Linked DNA regions of Mus musculus: region 1 is linked to region 2. Evidence: chromatin contacts called from public promoter capture Hi-C data. All regions are on one chromosome and are shown on one strand. The core of a region is the stretch at or near the end of the contact, and the rest is flanking DNA. Distances in the headings are between cores, read along the strand shown. Region 1 has its middle 130 kb from the start of Gm24274. Region 2 holds the start of Npy5r (neuropeptide Y receptor Y5).

Region 1 (4,420 bases), core at 115-2,614, 400 kb after region 2:
CATTCTTCTTTCCTGGTGTTCTGTTAAGTTCCAGTTGATATTCCCAAAGAAACACATTTGTTCTTCATGTAGAAGCTTTTCTCTGATATACTTCCTGGCCTTCACTAGGGTAAGTGACTACCCCTCTAGCTTTAATGAGGAAGCTACTTTTGGTAAATTTCATCTACATGTGAACATTATTCTTCCTCTCCTCATTAATCTGTCATTTTTTTCAATTTGATACACATCTCTCTAACCCTGAGCCTAACAGAATAGAGAAAAATTAAGTCTTCATGGATAATAACAAGGGTAGAACACTCAACATTGTCCCTGTGCTTTTCTGGTTTGATTTTGTTTAGGTATTGTGAGACAGAGTCTTGCTACTGAACCCAGTCTGGCCTGGAACTTGTTATTCTTTTATCATTGCCTGTTGAGTGCTGGGATTACAGATGTGATGAGCTGGCACAGTTGGCTCAGTTCTGTGTGTTTGTTCTCAGTGATGGATTCTCTGGTGCAGATAGACCTTATAGTCGCCTACCTAGTTCTCAATCTTCTGTTATACCTTCTAGAACATAACTCTCTCCAAACTTTCTGCGAGAAGTGAAATGTTTTTCTCTTTCAGATAAGCAGAATGGGAAGTCCACACAAAGACCTAAATATTTCTAAAATCTTTAGCTCTCCTGGATTTTTAAATTTTTTTTATTTTTTAAATTTATTTATTTATTTTTTTGTGGTTGTGTGTGTGTTTCCTGTTCTCTAAAGAGCTGTTTAGAGTCCCATTGACATTACTGATTGGGCCTCAGCTTTCCATACAACTGATTTTAATTACCATCCCTGTCAGCTTTGTAGTCATTGTAATTGTTTGGCTAATGCCAAATTTTCTATTTAATACATGCTATTCTGGGTTTATGATTTCTTTTAAAACCTGCATTTAATATTTATAGATAACAAGAGTGGTCAATAGGTACTGTTTTCTTAGGAGACATTTATATTCATAGACCTTCTAAGAATGGATTTATTTATAGCTTGGGCAAAGCCAGTAGAGAAAGACTCCTCGCTTCACTTCACCTTTTTTTTGTGGAGGGTTAAATTTTTATAGAAAATATTTAACAAATCCAGGAAACACGAAGATGTTAATTTGTCAGTACAGTGTGACATCTCTTTCTTAAAGGCAAATTTCTTCTCTGGCTGTCACCAAGGTTTCTGCCTCTGTCTTTTGCCAGCATGGCTTCTTGGAAAATTCCTGAGATGCATTGTTTCAATAGACTTAATAGCTGGATGAAAGGGCACAGGTGCTGGCTTTAAAAAACCGGTCTCTTTAGCTGTCAAGATGGTTACACTATGGGTATTCAGCTCAATGTTTGATAAAGAGCTCAGGGTTCATTTGTGTCTTTATTATCATTTAAATCACTCTTAACATTTCCATTGTTATGCTAAGATAGCTTGGGAAAAGCAACTCAGGGGAAAGGGTGATTATTTTGACATGGTTACTGAAGGATAGAGTCTTGGTAATAGGTAGAAAAGGCATGGTGGCTGGAGCAGGCTGGCTAAGCATATTATATTTGAAAGGAAAAGGATCAGCTCAAGGCTCTCATGTCCAAATTCTCAGCACAAAGGAGATTTATTTACTCCAGAGGGACAGAGGGCTGAAGGGAATAGGAAACAAGAACAGGAGATAGGGAATGAAGGAGAAGAGCAGGGGAACAAGGGAAAGGGAGCAAGGGTGTTTGTCCTGGAGTGAGCCAAAGAACTGCCTCTGAATAGAGGGGAGATGTGGCCCATAGGAAAATGACAGTTTATAAAGATAAAAGTGGAAACCCTGTGTTAGGATGCAGTGTTTCATTTTAATTAGGCATGTTAATTAGGTGAGCTAAAGGGGGCTATTGCTTACTTGATTTTAAAACATTTATAGGTAGACCATGATAGTCAGCCTCCAGAGGAAGAATTGGCCAAATAAAGGAATAGACCTTGGTGATTAGCTTTAGGAATGTAATCTATTGAATTTTAGCAAGGCAGAGGGAATGAGAAAGAAGGACAAGGTCTGCCAGAGCTAGTTTGCTACACTTAAACTAGCCAGAGTCCTTTCAATATTTACACTCAGGAGACAGAGCAATAAGTAGGGGCAGGGTATAAGATTTCAAAGCCCACCCCCAGTGACATACTTCTTTTAGCAAGCCTCTACCCTCCTAAATGTTCCAAAACCTTTCCAAAGAATACCAGTGTCGGGGAACCAAGTGTTCAAACACCACCCTGTGCACGACATTTCATATTCAAGCTATTTTACATGCATAAGCAAAATCTTATGCAATTGGATTAAAGAAAAAGACAGGAGATGAATAAATGACTTAACTTACTGATTTAAAAACACTATTATAAGCAAATAATTATTTAGAATATAAGTAAATTCACATTTTGTTTCTATAGTTTATGGTATTGAGTCAATTTTTACAAAACTATTTTGGGCATGTACTACTATAATTACCATTTGAAAGCTGCAAAAAAAAAGTATGGTATAAGACTTATGAGTTTTCTAAGGTTACAAACTGTGCACAGTGCAGCTAGTATTAAGATCCCACCCAACCAGTCTAAACTCTCTGCTTTTATAGCAGTTTTATTGTTTATGTTCAACTAATCTACAAAAAAGATTGTGTGAACAATGTGTTGCCAGCAGAGGTCATAAGTTTTCCTACAACAACATATGCATAATTACTTAAGTATGGTTAGCATTTATTTCCTGCTCATGCAAAGTCTATAATAACCACAATTGAGTTACAGGCAGCCTTTTCCCCATGGTTGTAATTATTTCTGATTCAGGGTCACTGTGCACCTGTGAGTCCTACTGTGACAATGGTCAGCGCTTCTGTACTGTGTCAAGTTGGGCACAAGAGATAAAAGCAATACAAAAGGCTCAGCTGCCCCTTAAGAGTCCTAGCCTCTCATGATGCACCTCTACTCTGCTCATATTCAATATGGAAACATTTGTACTTGGTCAGGACTATCCTCAAGAGATGCTGTGAAATGCCATCCAGCTACAGTTTTTAGTGTTTGTGTATGTGTGGTGCCTATACATAAAGACATGCATACCTAGGTCTCGGATCACCTCAAATTTCTGGCATGATATCTTCCTCATTATTGCTATTTTATAAAACAAGCTCCAATGTTGTGGGAATTCTTGGCTTATAGAGGATGAAACAGACTTAATTGGTAGGAATTTGTAAATAGACCTGTTACATGCAAAGGTTTAGTTCTGCTTTGTCTACTTGTCCCTGTCCTAGAATCAAAACCATGCCATGCAAGTTTCTATATAATTTGCTTTGGATCCATTCCTGTGGATCAGTAGAAAATGAAAGTCTGCAAGTGCACAGAATGTTCGCCTTTGGATGCAAGGTCAGGCCCGTGAGAGGCCCTTGGCAAAGGCACAGGTTGTATTCTTATGTAGCCTGAATCAAAGGAGATGAGTGGTTTAGCCTTCACCATATATTTCACTATTCAAAGGCTAATTAAAATATTGAATAAAGGCCACTCCACTAGGAATTGATTTTATCATGAAGGGTTATTAGTTTCCCTGAATATATGTATGCTGATTAAGCTGAACCTAGGACTTCCAGAGACATAAATACTTGTTCATTAGAAAAGCAAAACAAATTAATGCCAGGGAAGCAGGTAGGCTGGTTGCATATCTTTACCTCTCTTTGAAATCCAACTCCCTAGTCCAATCCTCAGATCTGTGGCAGACCAGCTGCTGCTGTGTTCTCTTCCTCATTGTCCCTTACTCCAGTAGACCACACAGATCTTCTCATCCAAACTTCCTCCCCCTAATCCTCCATTTATTCCAGATCTCAACTCCAGCAGGTCATCCCTGGTAACATGCAGGCTAATCCAGCAAGGGAAGACAGTCATGTCTCCTTTCTCTTCTCTAAACACAATCTCCCGGTCTCACCCCCAAATCTGTACTGGCTTTCCCCTCCTCTCTGCTCTCATCTGCACTGGATCATCACTAAATCTTCCTCTTCATCCTTCCTCCCCACTCATCCTGTTATCCCACAGAGAAGCCAGTTGGCCAGCAAAACAGGTAGGTGAGCATTAGATCCACACTCTCCCTCATCTCTTCCATATACAATCTCCCAGTCTCATCCCCAGCTCTGTAGCAGACTATGTGTTATGGTCTCTTCTCACTCTCTGCTCCAATGATACATGCTCTAAGATCAAGAATTGATAAATGGCTGCTATGAACACAGTGGAGCATGTGTTCTTCTTACCGGTTGGGATATCTTCTGGATATATGCCCAGGAGAGGTATTGCGGGATCCTCCGGTAGTACTATGTCCAATTTTCTGAGGAACCGCCAGACTGATTTCCAAAGTGGTTGTACAAGCTTGCAATCCCACCAACAATGGAGGAGTGTTCCCCTTTCTCCACATCCTCGCCAGCATCTGCTGTCA
Region 2 (3,968 bases), core at 847-3,346:
GACGGTTTAACCACTAGGAAGCAGTTTTGCCCAACAAGATAGATATAAATCATCTGGTTTCCAGTTGAAAATGTGAAGTAGAGGAGCCACTGGAAATCAAAATAAGGAGATAAACAACAAAGCAAAAGATTGCCCTGCTTACATTTGCCCCTTCACTTTTTCCTCTTTTTGAAACAAGCAAATGAGTCACAGAACCCTCAGTCTACGCAGTGATCTGCTTCCCATCACTGCAATAACCAACTCCCACGAGTTTGATACAGCACAAATACTTCATAGACGATGAAAACAATGCCATAAGAGACTGTTAATTCACCCTAGATAACTTTCGAAGGTGTGAAGGAGGGGGTGCTTTGACAATTACATAAAGGAATATTGATTATTGCAGAATGTTGCAAGCCACATGAGTTCTTCATTTCTACCCTCTTCTCTTTCTTACATGGCAACCTTTCTCACGGTCACAAGTTCCACCTGGCATGCTGGAATGTTCCCAAGGAACACTGTGTGTGTGTGTGTGTGTGTGTGTGTGTGTGTGTGTGTGTGTGTGTGTGTGTGTACTGTGTGTGTGTGTGTGTACTGTGTGTGTGTGTGTGTGTGTACTGTGTGTGTGTGTGTACTGTGTGTGTGTGTACTGTGTGTGTGTGTGTGTACTGTGTGTGTGTGTGCTCGTGCGCATGCGCGCGCGTTCATTGTGAGGATTTCCTGTAATTTTCTTATAAATTGGTCTGTATGGAACGCCAAGACAAGTGAAGTCTGAATAAACTTTAAAGCTTTTGAGAGCGGAGCTGAGTTAAGTTCTTTCTTTGACTAAGGGGAGAAAGGACAGTGAGCCAAGCTTAGAGAGAGACGGGTCTTTGCACTTAAATAAGGTTTCACTCTTAGGTTAATTCCCTGCTTAATAAAAATATGTATCATTCTCGCAAAAGATGCCAACCATGCAGAAGAATCGGATACATGTAGTTCTGCCTGTTTGCTGTGGCTTTGCAGCGATGGCACAATTCCATGACTCCACGTAGTGTGTGTTGTTCTGCAAGGCAAAATTCTGCAAAAGATGGCCCTGGACAAATAAGCACAGTACTCTTCAGCTACCGAGCATGCAGTACCCACCACCCTTCTCCTTATTCTAGATTCTTAACAGCAGGTCTCTCTCTCTCCTCTCTCTCTCTCTCTCTCTCTCTCTCTCTCTCTCTCTCTCTCTCTCTCTCTCTCTCTCTCTCTCTCTCTCCCTCCCTCTTCTTGAGACATCTGGAATTTGAAATGCACCCAGTCTTGGGCACAAGCTTACATCAAACCTTCATTTTCTTTTTCTTTTTCTTCTTTTGGCTTCCATCTAACAGTATGTTCTTTGAATAGCTGTACTATAGGTCTGTAAACTTACAGATAAGAATTCCTTTTTACCCCCTTGGAACTCAGGTGTGTGGATGGCTATTTCCTGCTAGCAGTTGACTTACAAGCCACCTTGCAAACCCAAGTGCACAGCTGTCTCCCTGTGTGTGGCCAGCTGTGGGACATGAAGGCAGCTGAATCGCCGCATCCTGGACATAGCCAGAGCTCAGCTAGGGCTGACAACCTGAGTGGGCACCCCGTGGGTTGTGGTTCCCTTACCTCAGACGCCCACCGAGCTGTACCCCGCGTTCCCCTAAGCCAAAGCGGGGACTGAGCTTCGTCCATCCCTCCTTCCCATACTAGGGACCCTCCCGGGACAATCTGATAGGGTCTGGCAAGAACCTGCTCCTCTGTGAGTTTGGCACCAGAGGGACCTGCCAGACTAGGAAGGATTCAACTGCAACCGTTTCCCCCGCTCTCCCTTCCCGCCGCCTGACAACTGCGGTTTCTCCACCTCCATCCCCTTTCTCAATCAGGCTGCCTCCCGGTCCGCAACCCACCCTCTTGGAAACCACAAGATGCTCCAGAACCCAGGATAGGGACGTGGGCTTCTCGTAGGGGCAGGCGAGGCCTGGAGTGGGTACCTCGGGATGCCCTGGCCGCTGCGGGTGCCTGGACTCCGGGGTACGCGGCTGAGTGCGGTCGCTTCTGCTTGAGATGGAAGCGGTGGCAGCAGGAGCAGGACCTGGAGGCGGCGGTGGGAAGGAGGGGCCCCGGAGCCGCCAGGGTTTTAGAAGAGCCTCGGGAACACGTGACAGTCCCTGAGACCCCGGACACCCGGCTCAAGATCGCCTGTTCCTGGCCTCCATAGTCCAATTTAGGTACATCCCGGTGCCCGTGTGTCTGTTTGGAGGCCCCGGGCAGCCGCTCTAGGGCTACAGGATGCATCCCCACTACCCTGTTCTCTAGTTGCAGGAGTTAACTTAGGGGTCCCACGGATGGTTGTCTTTCCTATCCTCAACCCCATAGTGGCTTCTATGAGAGTAGGCGTTTTTTTCCGATAGCTTTTGTGAGAAAAACCTTCAAGGTCCATGTTTTCTTTATGAGAGGGGGGAAAATATCACAAAATCCCAAACAGAACATCTTCTTGCCTTTCTAACATAAAGAAGTCTGGGTGAGAAATTGACCTAAACCTGCAGGGAACAGGCTGTGATGAAGCGTGCAAAATAGACAATAGGATCAACTCCTACTCTAAGGGGTAGTAGTGTGTGGGTGTGAGCGAGGGACATGGAGCAGAGGGAGCTGGGAAGTGGGGGTGAAATGGAGTCAGCCCTTCTTGGAAGCTTTCCGTATCAAAACGCGTGAGTGTGTATGGGAGGGGGCAGGGGGCAGCGGTGTTTTGTCATCTTTCAAAAACATAAAGACAACCTAAGGAAATGAACAAATAGAAACAAATAAAACCCTGTCCTGTTGCACCAAAGCTTGATTTTCATTTTTAAGATTGACAGATCTGTATCCTTTTGTGCAAGATTGTCACAGTATTTGGCCAATCCTCGGTTGGCCTGCCATAACAACAGTGTATTTCCTACACCATCACGATTACAGTGCTTAGCATTGCCTGAACTGTAACCCCAAGGCACTGTGTCGACTGAAGAGGACTTTGGTCCCTTGACTTTTATCCCATGCCCCTGGGGCAGCACTTGCTGTGTCTCAAAGGTCAGAAGATATTTGCCTGTTTCTGCTAATTTAGCAGTCAGTACTCAAGGAAACTGTAGTGTATGCCGTTCCCTCAGCCCAAGGAATCCAAGAACTTCAAAAGGGCTTCAAGAAAATATCATCTGATTCTACTGGGCTTCATTTCAGAATCACTATATTTGTCCCAATATTTGAACACAGAAGGTACCTGTGCAGGGTCCTGGGATCCTGCAGTGAGGGAAGAGAGGAGACTGGCTTTTAATAAACAAAAGCTTAGCAAACAAGGGATTGGTCCTAGGCTTTCTTTTTTTGGTTTGGTTTGGTTTGGGTTTTTCAAGACAGGGTTTCTCTGCATAGCCCTAGCTGTCCTGGAACTCACTTTGTAGACCAGGCTGGCCTCAAACTCAGAAATCCTCTTGCCTCTGCCTCCCAAGTGCTGGGATTAAAGGTGTGCACCACCACACCTGGCCCATCTTAGGCTTTCTTAATGTCAGCTATTGTGCAGTTCACACACTATATGTTGCCAGGTGGGTATTTATTCTCCTGTCCCTTGCAGTCTGACACACACCCTTCCAAATGCACAGTGAGTTTTCAAACAGCTTCTTAGAGACACCCGTGGTGGATGTCTTCCCAAAAATATAGCTGTGCTACATACTCTTGTCTATCCCATGTCAAAAATACAAGTTTTTTCCTTTTCCACACATTTGCTCTTAGCGCTATGTTGAAAAGAATGGCTCATATGGCACTGAGATGATTCTGAACTTGCCTGTTTTCATTTCCTCCCTAAACACACAAGCCCCAAAAGGAAAGGTCAGCGGTAAAGTGCTTGCCTCACAAGTGTGACAACCGAGGTTGCAACTTCAGCAGCCATGTTAAAGCTGTGTGTGGCACTTCACCCACAAGAACACAAGACCCTGGTGATTTGCTGGTCAGAAGGAAAAGCTAAAACA

Evidence for each region. Promoter capture Hi-C pulls out the DNA fragments that hold promoters and counts their contacts.
Region 1: a contact with region 2 is called in a promoter capture Hi-C map of stem cell-derived epiblast-like cells, with 2.5 times the contacts expected there. The contact joins the enhancer-like site here to the promoter of Npy5r in region 2. A contact is called at or near these places in 7 of 39 promoter capture datasets (the 3T3-L1 cell line, embryonic stem cells, hippocampal neurons and 2 more), 3 of 115 datasets of contacts at active chromatin or transcription factors (embryonic stem cells and neural progenitor cells) and 1 of 9 other capture datasets (pancreatic islet).

The regions. Positions count from the first base shown.
Region 1 is chr8:67,085,102-67,089,521 of GRCm38.p6, forward strand. No RefSeq gene overlaps it. Among named protein-coding and RNA genes, the nearest start is that of Gm24274, 130 kb to the right of the region's middle. Within about 2 kb of position 1,365, at least 8 of the 459 cell types and tissues checked have an H3K27ac peak or open chromatin away from gene starts, as enhancers often do. A contact at or near this core is called in stem cell-derived epiblast-like cells, where this site is marked.
Region 2 is chr8:66,685,998-66,689,965 of GRCm38.p6, forward strand. It overlaps Npy5r (neuropeptide Y receptor Y5), which reads right to left and starts at 2,097. Exons shown (of 2, transcript NM_001358958.1): 1 at 1,884-2,097.